Regions from separate parts of the Ovis aries genome. Here region 2 is linked to region 1. The links are chromatin contacts, called in public Hi-C maps. All regions are on one chromosome and are shown on one strand. Each heading gives the region's core, a stretch centred on a gene start, on an enhancer-like site or on the middle of the called end of the contact. The rest is flanking DNA. Distances are from core to core; before and after follow the strand shown.

What was found. A called contact is a pair of places that touch in the nucleus more often than the background predicts.
Region 2: a Hi-C map of liver shows a contact between it and region 1, with 5 times the contacts expected there. The contact joins the promoter of MCAM here to the promoter of HYOU1 in region 1. A contact is called at or near these places in 3 of 16 Hi-C or Micro-C datasets (blood and liver).

The regions. Positions count from the first base shown.
Region 1 is chr15:29,379,422-29,385,520 of ARS-UI_Ramb_v3.0, reverse strand. It overlaps HYOU1 (hypoxia up-regulated 1), which reads left to right and starts at 3,153. Exons shown (of 26, transcript XM_042232956.2): 1 at 3,153-3,511. VPS11 (VPS11 core subunit of CORVET and HOPS complexes) reads right to left here and starts at 3,526. Exons shown (of 16, transcript XM_060399748.1): 1 at 3,256-3,526; 2 at 2,162-2,425; 3 at 1,929-2,064; 4 at 1,443-1,606; 5 at 603-850. The coding sequence starts at 2,308.
Region 2 is chr15:29,602,607-29,609,415 of ARS-UI_Ramb_v3.0, reverse strand. MCAM (melanoma cell adhesion molecule) reads left to right here and starts at 4,214. Exons shown (of 15, transcript XM_060399752.1): 1 at 4,214-4,309; 2 at 6,131-6,255; 3 at 6,345-6,549; 4 at 6,635-6,705. The coding sequence starts at 4,243.

The DNA.
Region 1 (6,099 bases), core at 1,904-4,403:
ACACAGCATGGTGCTAGCAGTTGTGGGAAGAGTATGTGTAGACCTGGTCTTACCTTTAAGGATCCTATAATTAATACAGGCAACAGACTGAAAACTTAAGTACATTCCAACATCCAAGATTTAACAAATAATTAATGCCTGGTATATGGAGTCCACTAGGCCTGGTACTGAATGAAAACTAGTATCTGACAAGGATCACCTGCATCACGCTGAAGATTCTGTCCCACTTTCTGATGACTCAGGAAAAAAAAAAACCCACCCTGTGTTGCATCTCCCAGCACTTTCCAATCTCTCTACTACTCAATCCCTTGTTCCTCTACCCAATTCATTTCACCCAAGTAACTAAAAACGCAATGCCAAGTCCCAAATTCCCTGGAGCATTCTAGTGCAAAAGGATTGCTCAGCAAATGTCTGCAGCAAAAGCACACTTTTCAGCAAAAAAAAAAAAAAAAAAAAGTTATAACTGAGTCTAGGTGTAAACACCTGTACAAAAAGTACAAAGTAGGGGGTTGACAGGATGTAGGCATTAGGAGTTTGAAATCAGGTTAATTCTAAGGAACAAGCCCAGCCCACTCCCTTTTGCTTCTCCATAGAATCCTTACTTGGGAGAAACCTTCCGGTCACGGGAGACAATGACAAGATAGCCTCTAAACCAGTGAGCGATGAGTTTATGGCCCTCAAAGGCAAAGCAGGGCCCACGTTCATCAGGCTGGTACAGATAGACACATTCATCCCCTGCCACTATGAACTGCAGGTCCTGAGAAGGGTCGCTGAGGGCTGAGCAGCGCAGGCCACAACCATGGGTGTCCAATTCCACACGAGGATAGTCCTTTCCAGAAACTATGTAGGACTGTGAGAAGTAAGAGAGGGGTTAACAGGCTCCCTCTGAGGAGGTAGCATCTAAATGTTCCCAACAGTATCCCCACCTCCATACTGGTTCTCTTAATTCTTAGCACCCAAGACTACCTGGATGTTTGCCTTCTCCCTTAAATGGGCCATTACCATCAGCCATCTACTAAATATATAAGCAGAACCCACATTTTCTTCCTCTGTATACACTATCACTACTTATTTGGCAAGTAAGAAAATTTTACTGCTTTATCAGAAAACTCTGGCTGAAAAGAAAACAAATCTATTGGTGTGAGTAAGCTGTTATATTAGAAGCACAAGAACCAAAGAAGTAATTTGTCCAGTGTCACTTAACAAGCCTATTTGAAGAAAAACTTATGTCTTCTGCTACAAACCCAAGAGTTCTCTTCCTAGCTCTAAATCTTCCCAGTCTCCTAAGTAAAGAAATAAAATATTAAGTTAGGCAAATGATTCAAGGCTGTAGATTAAAAATATAAGAACCTCTTTTGTCAGTTCCTTACCCTAGCCCACTGAGCAATTAAAAAAACCTTTCTACTTGCCCCAACAGTCATACCAGGAGGCGCTGGTCATACCTGAACATTCTCAGTTGTCACAACAAACAAGTGAGTGGTCTTTCCCGCTTGGCGAAAGGCCAGTCCAGTAACAGGATAGTTGCCCTTGTGCAAAATCTGGGTCTTGCTATGTCGGTCCCGAGTGATGTCCCCTTTGTTCAATGTAACACTGCCATCTGTGAAACCTGTAGGAGAGCAAGGAACAGTATTTTATTGAGGCTGAAAAGGTACGGAAGCAGAAAAAGACCTTTAGAGGCACTTTTTAGAAGTGACTATCTTTCTCCTCATACCCAACCTCTCCAGTGGTTACCATGAGGATTAGAACTCACGGACTTATTTTCAAAGAACAAAATGAAATGCTTTCCCATCCCAAACTTTAAAATCTCAAAAGTCCTCACTTCAGTACAAAATGGTCTCATGAAAACAGTGAAAATGAGCTGTAGAAGCAACTCTGAAGGAAATCTATAAAGAATCATGGGGTGTTAGCTTTGCCTTCTTTCTTCTTACCAATGGCCATAAAGTTGAGATTTTCATGGACAGTCAAACAAGATACAACAGTCGGTTCTGTCCCCGGGATGGCAGGGAAGATTCGAGTGCAGAGTGGATTGCCACCATCTCTCTTCTCCAGGTTCCAGATCTTTACCTGGGGACAGATCTCAGATGTGTGAATGCTAGTCACCCTCCAACAAATAATCATTCCCAGGCCTCTGGGTCTTTCCTGTTTCCTTTCTAGGACTCACCAGGGGGTTGATGCCCTCTTCATCCTCACCAACAGAGGCCAGAATATTGTGCTGCTTCAGTTGGTACAGGTGTGTCACCCGTAGTTTGTAGGCTTGGAAACCCGTAAGCTGTAGGGAGCGGGGCAAGAACCAGATCTGGCCTTCCATATGTGCAGAGCAGTCAAGGAGCCTCCTTTTCAAGGGGAGATTCTTACATTTAGGCCAGAACGGAAATAACAACTACCCCCAGGGCTTCCCTGGTGGCTCAGATGGCGAAGAATCCACCTGCAATTTGGGAGACCTGGGTTCGATCCCTGGGTTGGGAAGATCCCCTGGAGGAGGGCATGGCAACCCACTCCAGTATTCTTGCCTGGAGAGTCCCCATGGACAGAGGAGCCTGGCCGACTACAGTACATGGGGTCCCAAAGAGTCAGACACAACTGAACACAGCACAGCACCCCAGTGGCTCAGCTAGCAAACAACCCACCGGCCAATGCAGGAGACGCAAGAGACGGGGGTTTAAACCCTGGGTCAGGAAGGTGCCCTGGAGAAGGAAATGGCAACCCGCTCCAGTATTCTTGCCTGGGAAATTCCATGGACAGAGAAGCCTGCATGGGCTGCAGTTCATGGAGTTGCAACGAACTGGGCATGACTAAGCACACATGCACAATAAAAACAAAACCTATACAACTGTTTAAATTTTTCAAGGGTTTTTCCACATATCATCTCTGGAAACCCCCCATTTTCAAAACAGTAGAAAGGCCAGAGTTTAGGGGCAGCATTATACAAAACAAAGCAAAAGAAATCGTGGTTTCATTTAACTCTTCCCCCACAATATGGGCTGGGGAGATAATGACACCTTACATATTCATCTTTTAAAATCAACTTGCATCTGTTCTTTTGATCGACCTTAAAAACAAAAACCTTGCCCAACTGTTATTTTACGCCCCTTTTGCAGATAAGGAAATTGAAGTCCAGAGAGGTTAAACGACTTGCCCAGGATTGTTCACTCATTTGGCAACAAGTTAAAGAGAATGGACTTCCTCCTTTCTTCCCTCAGACCACAGAAGGAACACCGAGCGCCCATCTAAAGGAAACTGGCACGTAACACGAACCCTTCTGACGGACAGATTTCATCTCAGCTGGATCTCTTCAGGGATTCGAGGAGGAAAGGGACAGCTCCAGAAGAAGGATATCTCCAAAGACTAGGCTCCCTCGGCCTGAGTCGCAGACTGTGATGCCAGGAGGGAGGCAAAGGAACTTGGAAGTAGCGGGTCCAGAAGCAGGCGCGGCCCCGGGAGCAGCCCCATCATTGCCCTGTGGCTCCTTCACCAGCTCCTTGTCGAAGAAAACGAAGCGCCGCCACTGCAGGTAGGTCGCCATCTTGGCCGCAGGTCCCCGCCTCCGGGGAAGAGGTCACATGACAGGAGCCGGCGTATCACATGACCCCTCGACTTCCTGGAGTCTGGGTGCACCTGCGCTGTCCTCGCGAAGTGACGGTTTCCCGCTGCTGGGACAGTGGGCGCGGCCGCTTGAGGCAGGGTTCACCACCCGCAGCTCGCTCCGCAGTTTTCGGTTTCGCCGGCTCTGTAAGTGCCTTGGCTGAAATGCTTCTTAAGAGCTAGACCTTCACCTCTCTGGGCATCAGTTTCCTCTTTAATTAAATTGGCGGGCAGTGAGGGATGAAGATGAGGGATGACACGCGGTTTGTGAATTGTAACCCGCTGTGCCTAGATGAATTACCTTCTGCATCACAGGACTGTTTTGAGGCCTAAGTGAATCGGTGTATATGAAACTGGTTTTTCGGCTGTAGGAAAGGAGAAATAATATTAGAGGTTTGTGGCTGCCACCAGGTACAGATTGTAACTACAGTCAGTGTGTTTTTGGGTCCCTCTGTCAGAGACATGGTGTTTATTGGGCACCTAAAACATGTTTCTTAAGGAAGCTGGGAAATACTTCTGGGGCACAAATTCCAATAACCTGGCCTTTCTCTCCTTGCCGTAATGACAGGGTATAAGCAGAGTATAGCAAAGAGCCTTGAAGCTGCAGCACTGGGCACTGCGTGATTTTACAGGTGACAAGGGTCAAAGACACTTCATGGTACCCATGGGTCCCAACTTGGGCTAAACCAGCTGTCTCTCTGGAAAACTGCAAGTGTACTGTTTTTTCGCCACTGGTAGCTACAAATGGGAGTGACAGTCATTTGAGACAGTATGCAATATGAAAAAGTGGCCATATGATTAGTATTTGTGAAGTTTATTTTTGCATCCCTGTCCCCCACAGCCTATTTTCAGAACATGTTAGGCTTTATTCCCTCCCCAGATTCTCAGCAAGCAGGGCCTGTGTGTTGCTTACCAAGAACCAGGTCTAACAGCCTAGTAGATGCTCCAAGTGGATTGAAGCGGTGAATGTAGATGATTTTCCTCTTACCCTCTCCTTGATCTAGTTGATGGAAAAAGGTGTGTCTATTTGTCTAAAGAAATAAATGAGGGGAGAGCACACAGATTTCCTGATTTACAGCCCAGATTTCTTTCTTCTTTGTCACGCCGGTATTAGTACCATTTTGAATCTCAGTCTCTGAGCAGAAGCACAAGTAGAGTCTAGATGGGACCTGATTTCACCTTTGAGTTATGTCTGTTGTTAAGGCTATGGATAATACTTGTTAAAGGAAGTAAAGTGAAAGCAAAGAGAGATGTGGACAGCAGAATGACATCTTTGTTGTTGTTGTGTTTGCTCCCCCTACTGTCCAGTGGTAGAGGCTCTGATATCTGAGCCACTGGATCTTCTGTTGGTACATAAAATCTTCTGTTGGTCCTCCGGAGGACCCATGCACCTCTTCAGACTTGCTGCCTTCCTTCCTTTCCTCTTTTTGACAAATATGTCTTTGGTATTCCTGAAATTGTACTAAATGCCCAGCATATATACATGAAATAGACATGGTGCCTGCTCTTCAGGGAGCTTGACCACCACCATAGGAAACAGACATAAACAGGACTGACAGTAATGAGCCTTTAAATTTCTTTTTGCTTAAATTGAAGTAAGTTGATTTTAAAATAAATAAATAAATTGAAGTAAGTTGACTTACATTGTTTCAGGTGTACATCAAGGTGATTCAGTCATACACACACACACACACACACACAAATACTTTTTCAGATTATTTTCCATTATAGGTTATTACAAGGTATTGAGTATAGTTCCCTGTGCTATACAGTAGGTTCTTGATGTTTATCTATTTTATATAGTAATGTGTACCTGTTAACGCCAAATTCCCAATTTGTCCCTCCCTTCCTTTCCTGTTTGGTAACCATAAGTTTGTTTTCTGTGTCTGTAGTCTAGTCCTGCTCTTTAAATAAGTTCATTTGTTCATACTGTTTTAGATTTCACATATAAGTGATGTCATGTGATACTCATCTTTAACTTACTTCATTTAGCATTATAATCTCTATGTCCATCTAGGTTTCTGCAAAGGGCATTATTTCATCCTTTTTATGGCTGATATTATTAATATATACCACATCTTTATCCATTCGTCTGTCAAAGGACATTTAGGTTGCTTCCATGTCTTGGTATTGTGAATTGTACTGCTATGAATATTGGGGTACATGTGTCTTTTCAAATTAGAGTTTTCATCTTTTCCAGATACCAGCCCTAAATTTCATGTAGCGAATTATACCTAATGAGGTACTTTCCCTCTCCATTGACTCTTCATAGCAACCACCTGCAGAAGTATCATTATCTCTGATGAGAAACAGTCTCAAAGAGGTTCAGGAATTCTTCAGTTCCCTAACCTTTAATTAAATAACTTGCCGGGGGTGTGAAGCTAGGCTACACTTGTCAGAACATACACCAGGATTTGTCTTTTAGGTATGCTTGTCTGAATCCAGGTGCTTCAGTATAGTGAGGATGTAAGAAGGCAAACTACACAGAGAGTGATTGTGTGTATAAAATCACTTCCA
Region 2 (6,809 bases), core at 2,965-5,464, 220 kb before region 1:
ATCCTGGCTGGATCATCCTTCCCTCCCCTCCATCAGAGGTCTCTGCGCACCCCCCCAACCCCCAGAGGCAGTGCTCAGGGACTCCCCATGTCATGTGGCTCTCTCTCCAAACTCCACCCGACTCCCACCCTCAACTCAGCTCCCCCTTCTTTTCCCAAAGCAGAGACTGAATCACCTCTACCGGCCCTCGCTGGGAAAGGCCTGGAGACCGGATCTGGGGCTTCCGGAGAGCCCCCAAGGTCCCCAGCCTGAGCCCCTCCCCGGCCCGCAGCAGCCTGAGCATTTATGGTAATGTTTGGATTGGGGCAAGCTCAGCCGGATGCCCCGCCTTCCCTGGGCAGGACCTGGGATCCCCTGGGCTGAGGCCTTGGGTGCTGGAGGGCGGCCCATGTGGAGAGGGAGAGGGACCTGGGGTCGGAGAGGACTAGAGGGGACAGTCCAGGCTCGAGGGACGGCTCAGCAGGGCTGGGGCCTAGGATGGGAGGGATGGGTCCCCCTCTGCACACCACACTCACTGCGAACCCTCCCTCTAGTTTATGGGTCCCTAATCCCCAGGAAGAGTCCCCATGCGGCCACATCCTCTTTTCCCTCTCTCCCCCCACCCACTTAGCAGGGAAGGGGCTGAGAGGAGAGGCCGGCAGCTCCCAGGGGAGTCGCTGGAATGCTGGGAGCCTGGGAACGGACCCTGCAGTGTCCCTGGGAAAGCCAGGCTGTGGGAATCCCACCCACAGCCCCCTCCCCAGGATGCGACACCGGATGCCAGAGACAGATCCCACCTCCACAAGAGGGGGCTTCTGTGAGAGTGGGAAAACCCCCCTGTCCCAGCCCCAGCCTGGCTCGACCCTGGAGTTCAGTAGGCCAGCTGTGATGGAGACGCCCCCTCCCGCGCCCTCCTCTCCCCACCCGGCTCTGATATAATCCCGGTCATTGTGCCACCTCCCCTCCCCCGCCCCTTCTCTGGACCCCTGTACAATGAGGCCTTTGCCTCCTCCAGCACTCAGGGTGGAGATGAACTCACTGACGGTTTCTCCAAGTTTAAAAATAGCCCCTCCCATCTCCCCCCCGCCCCACCCACCACCAGCAGCACAAGTCACCCTCCTCCTCTCCCATGGTGTTTCTGGGGCGCAGCTCAGTCCAGGCCACATCTCCTTCCTGCCTGGAGTCAGGTGCGAAGGACATGGGTGCGACCACGTCCGGCCAAGACAGGGGCCGCTTCCCCCTATTCAATCTCTTCCCCAACATTTTCCACCCAGCCCCCCAATATCCGGTTTCCTGGCCCGAGGCTGCCTCAGCAGCAACTGCCCCCCACCCTCCTCCTACCCCGTTTTTTCACTCCCTTAGCACAGTCTCCTCCCAGCTCAGAGCCCCCAACACTGGAAAAAACTCTCTTACCTCCCCTCCAAAGACTCAGACTGAACCCTATTTTTAGGCCAGGCCAGGGAGAGGGGGGGATTCCCCAGCCTCAGTCATCGCCAATATTGCTGGCCCACCCCCTCCACCCCATAGTGCCTTCTCTTACTGCAGATGTAAACTTGTCTTTATCAGCTTCCTTCCTCTGCTCAGCCTGACCTTCTCATATCCTCCTGGTTAAGGCCCCTCCACCGGACGGGGCTGGTGGGAGACCACTGTACCCAGTATGAGAGAGGACTCCTGGGTTTAATCTCACCCCAGCAGGGCTAACCCCCCGGGGCAGGACTAGCCTTGTCTTTTTACCTCCACCTCCACATGGGGGATGGGGGTGGTCCCACATTGTACAATGAAATGAAAGCCCCCACTCACCCCAGAGACAGGAGTTGAGGGACTCAGACAGTGGCCACCATCCCTCGCAGCCTCAGTTTCTCTACCTGTGGTCAGACTTATGCCCAAGAGACACACCAAGGGCCTCTGCACCCCCTGGGTCTGCCGTGGGAGTGAAGAAGGCAGCCTTCCTACCCATTCCTTCTGGAGAGAAATGAGGCAGGGAAGTTAGGGCTCTGGTCAGGGGCTCTGCTGATCCTGGCCTGCATCTGGGCAAGGCTACCTCCACCGAGTCCAGGCACACCAGGGTCTGCAGATGGAAAGCCCACAGTGGCCTCCTTGGCGCTCCCCTTCTGCTGGACCTCCATCCTCTCTCGCTGAAAGTTCTTCCCCGTCTGCTTCCTCTCTTTCCTGCAGATGCCCATCTCAGACACCCTCCACCTCCCGCTCCTTCACCCTGTGCTGCCCTCGTTCTGCTTGCTTCTGCCTCCAGTCCCCTCTGAAGCCTCTCCAAGGACCTGACCTCTTTGGTTTGGAATCCTAGCGCGGCCCCACTCAATGAAGCCTTCTTGAGGTTGTCTGCCCCCTGACCTCTACCACCCACTCCCTGGCAGCCCAGAGCACCCTAAGCTACTGGCTTCCCTAAAGGACAGTCTCTTTGCTAGTTTGGTGGGGACGTGTGGGACACAGAGGTCACCCTGGGCTCTATCCTCACTTCCCTTTCACCGCAGAGGCAGCCCCACCACCCCCTCCTAGCTTCACTCTTCTCACAACGGAAGAAGGATTCTGAACTGACCGTCCTTGGTGGTTAGCTGGCTTTGCTCTCAGGCTGGAGAGAGGAGAATGATTAGTTAATGGTGTTAAGAGAAGGGAAGGGGGGTGGAGGCAGGGAAGCAGAATACTATGCCCAGCTCTGAGCTTGCCAGGGCAAACAGCATCCTTCAGCCATTCCCATTCCTGCCCCTGCAGACAAAAACAAATGCATCCATTCCGTTCTGGGCCCTGGGCCAGTCCATACATTCACTCTGGGGGAGGAGGAAGCACCATCATTCTCTTACCCCCCACCCCCACCCTGGGCTCCAAGCCCCTGGCTTGGCCTGCCTGGCATGGCCTCTGGCTGAAAATTAATGGAGACGGAGGAGGGGAGCAGCAAGGATCTGAAAGATGAGGGCTGATGTGGCTCAAGAGTCATCTCGGCGTCATCAAAACGCCATCCCGGAGCATCCTCTAAGTCACCTGCCCATTTGCTGCCTCACCCTGCTCCTCCCCCACCCAGAGGCAAGGCTGCCCTGCCTAGGACAGGACTCTATTCCAAATCCAGGCCTCCTTTAGACCATCCCAGTTAGAGGGGTCCCAGCTGATGTGGACCCGTTTCCCAGGGCCAGGGAGCTGGGGGTCTGTCTCTATGAGACAAGAATCAGTCTCACTCTCCAGAGCCTCAGTTCAGGTTCAAGGGGCCCGAAGACCCAGGCATTGGACATAAGGGGAGATGCAGGTCCCCTCGCCTCGCTGGGACAGATTCCACTTGGGCAGGGCAGCCTGGAGTCAGTTCTGATTCCTCCTCCAAACCCCCCACCCTCAGCTGCTGGGGGGCCAGAGCCCTGCTGCAGGGGGTCCCATCAACCCTCAGCAACAGCAACAGGTATGGGGGGAGAAAGCTGGAGAGCTTGTGCCCATTAACTCATTTTTCTCCCTCTTTTCTTCATTCAGGGGAAACTGAGTCCCAGGTTGGGTTCAGTGAGTGAAGCCAGAAGAAGCAGAAACCTCAAGATCCAGGCTCAGTGGGACAAGTGTGACAACTTCGGGCCTGTGAATTCAGCCCCTCCCTGCTTCCTCTGGTCTGAGACTTTCAGGAGCTGGGGATGAAGGGACCACCCTTAGCGCGCCGTCTCCACTCCCCAGTACAGATGCCTCTGGCTCTGTGGGCCCTGGGCCCAGGGTTCTTCCCTCACAGCGGCCAGGACTGCAAGACTTGGGGGCAGTGCCAGGCCGCTGGCCGCCGCAGTGGTGCAACCGTTCTGGGAAGCCCGATTTCTCTGGGGCAGAGGTCCGGGGGAGTGGAGGAGGCGGCGGGCAGAAGAGCTTAAAAGGGAGCGAGGTCCCCATCAAGGACACTAAGGACCTGCCAGTGGCTCCTCGGCCAGGAGGTCCCCCAGGGCTACAAGGGCTGGCTGGGGCTAAGCGGGGTCTGACCCGGCGGGACTCCAGCATCCGGGCCAGCTTCTCCCTGCAGCCGCCTCGGAGACACCTGTCACCGCCCCCTGTCCGTTCCCTAGCGGGGGGCTGGGAGGAAGGCTCCGGCCTAACCCCGCGCCGCGCTGTTGCAGCTCCGGGCATCTCGGCGCCGGGCCCGCCCCCTAGGGCTACGGCGCGCCGGGCGGGGGGTGGGCTGCGCGGGGCGTGGCGGGCGGCCCGGGCGCCCGGGCCCCCTCCCCCGCCCCCCTGACGTCAGCCCCCGGCGGCCGCGAGCTCCCTCACTTGGCTCTCGCCCTCCGGCCGGGAAGCATGGGACGGTCCGGGCTCATCTGCGCTTTCCTGCTCGCCGTCTGCTGCTGCTCTCGCCGCGCCGCGGGTGAGTGAGCTCGCTGGGGCCTCGCACCCCGAACGGTCCGGCGGGGCGGTCTTCGGCGGAGCGTGCCCGGGAGCAGAGCCCGCATCCCGGCGGGGGCCGGGGCTTTGCGCGGCGGCGTGCGCTCCTCCTCTCCGGGTCCCCGGCACCCGGCGCCTTGCGCGCGTACAACTCTTCTTTATGGCCCGTTTGCAGCCTCTGTTCCAGACCATCCCGGGAGCAGGACCCGGGAGACGGGGAGGGGGCTGCTGCCTGCAGCGGGAAGGGGTGGAGCAGAGTCCCTTCGGGCTCTGGGGAGAGCTTTTCTTCAGGTGCTTTCTCGGGGGCGGGGGGCGGGGAGCGTGATTGGAGCCTTGGCGGGAGGGGCAGCTACAGCGCATCCCCAAATCCTGAATTCCGCGCCCGCCTGTTGCTGGAAAACGCAGTTTTCTTAGCTGGAGGGGTGCACCGACCCCTCCCTCTCCCGCCTGGGCTTCGAGCCAGGCTAGAGGTGAGCGCGAGGGGGAGGAACGGCGGCTCCCGCCCTGCCAGGGCGTTGGCAAAGACTGGAGCGCCGTATGGGTCCCCTCGCCCCTACCCGGGTGACGGGGTCACAGGTGGCAGGGACTAGGGATCGCAGAGTCTCAGAGTGCGAGCGCCCCAGACTTGTTTGTTACACGTCCCGGAATGGGACCAGATTCAGGTGGGAAAAGGGCCCCGGCACCTCGGAGTTTTTCTCTGAAACTGCCTAGGAGCCGGGCGCTCCCGGGCTCACCCTACCCTTGTATGGCCGCAGTGGTGTCGCTCGTTTCTCTTGGCTCCGTTTCCCGGGTTCTAGCCGCTGGCTGGCTGGGAAAGGGGAGGTCTGGACAATACCCAATGCCATGGCTTCGTGCCCATGCCAACAATGTCCCTGGGGTACCCTGGGTTGCTGCCTTCAAAGTCTTCCTGGGGGATGGAGGGGAAAGGGCTGCATGGGGCTCCAGTGCTGCAGAAGGTCCAGCCCCACCCTGCCCCGCTCTTCTAGGGCTGGGGAAACCGAGTCAGGGAGCTGAGGCTTTTGCTCTGGGCTGAAGACCACTCCAACAGCCCTCATTGTATGGGAGCCAGCCCAGGGCAACCACCCAGGCACCCAAGTCCAACCAGATGGTATGGAGTGACATCACCTCCTTGTGGGGCGGGCAGGACACTGGCACCGCTGACGTCACTCTTGCCCACTGCCTGGCCCTTGCCCTGACCCCTGACCCTGACCCCAGGGAGAGGTTCTGGCCCCTCCATGACTCTGACCCCTCCTGTACTCACAAGACTCCCAGGATGGGGTCCCCTGAGAGTGTGGGAATTCACAGAGATGCTGCTTATGGAGTAGGAGATAGGGGTCTCCTGACCAGGGTTGCCCATTGGGGTCTTATGGGGGGGGCGTTGGGGGGCAAAGGGTAGAGTAGTGATGTCTTACCCTGGGTGTGGGGACAAAAAGGGCCTGTGTGCCTGGGCCTGGCACGTGCCTTGCATTCCCTCACTCTGAGCTCACCCAGGGAGGAGGGGGCCTGGAAGGAAAGGGGCCTTCCTCTTGGCCCACCCTCTGCCAGCCTCATCTGGGAGTTCCTGGTGCTCAGGGTCTCTGCTCCAATGACCAGAAATGTCCATCCCCAGCTCCCTTGAGCCAGGAGAGGGCCAGTCCCCAGGCTGGGGGGTCATACAGAGTGGTTGAGGCTTAGAGAGGACAGCGTGCCCTTCGAACCCTCACTGAAGTGGCAGAGAGAACAGCTGCTACAAGTGGGTGTGAGCGAAGGGCATGGTGAGCAGCTGGAGCTCACACAGCTGCTGGTACCCCCCCGACCCCCCCAGGTGTGCCCGGAGAGGCCGAGCAGCCGGAGCCCGAGCTGGTGGAGGTGGAAGTGGGCCACACAGCCCTTCTGAAGTGTGGCCTCTCCCACGCCCAGGGCAACCTCAGCCACGTGGACTGGTTTTCTGTGAGTGCAGAAGAGGGCAGCAGGGGCGGGAGGCCCTGCCCTTCATGTAGCCCCAGGACCCTCACCCCTGCCCTGCTGCCTCCACTCAGGTCCACAAGGAGAAGCGGATGCCCATCTTCCGTGTGCGTCAGGGCCAGGGCCAGAGCGAGCCTGGGGAGTACCAAAACCGGCTCAGCCTCCAGGACAAAGGGACTACTCTGGTCCTGACCGGCATCACCCCCCACGATGACCGCATCTTCACGTGCCAGGGCAAGCGCCGGGCTCAGGAGCACCGCATCCGGCTCCGTGTCTACAGTGAGTGCCCTGTCCGTGCCTTGTGGGCAGCGAGGGGCATGGGAAGCGGTGGTCCTACATGCCTCCCCATCTCTCTCCCTTGTAGAAGCTCCGGAGGAGCCAAGCATCCAGGTCAATACCTTGGGCATTTCTGTGAACAGTAAGGAGCCTGTGGAGGTGAGGTCTGCTGGGGTGGCCCGGGGTTGGGGGAGGCGGGTAGGCAGGAGCTAAGAGGGGGCAGCTTGGCCAGGTCACAGAGTTAGGAAGCCTCACACCCTGCC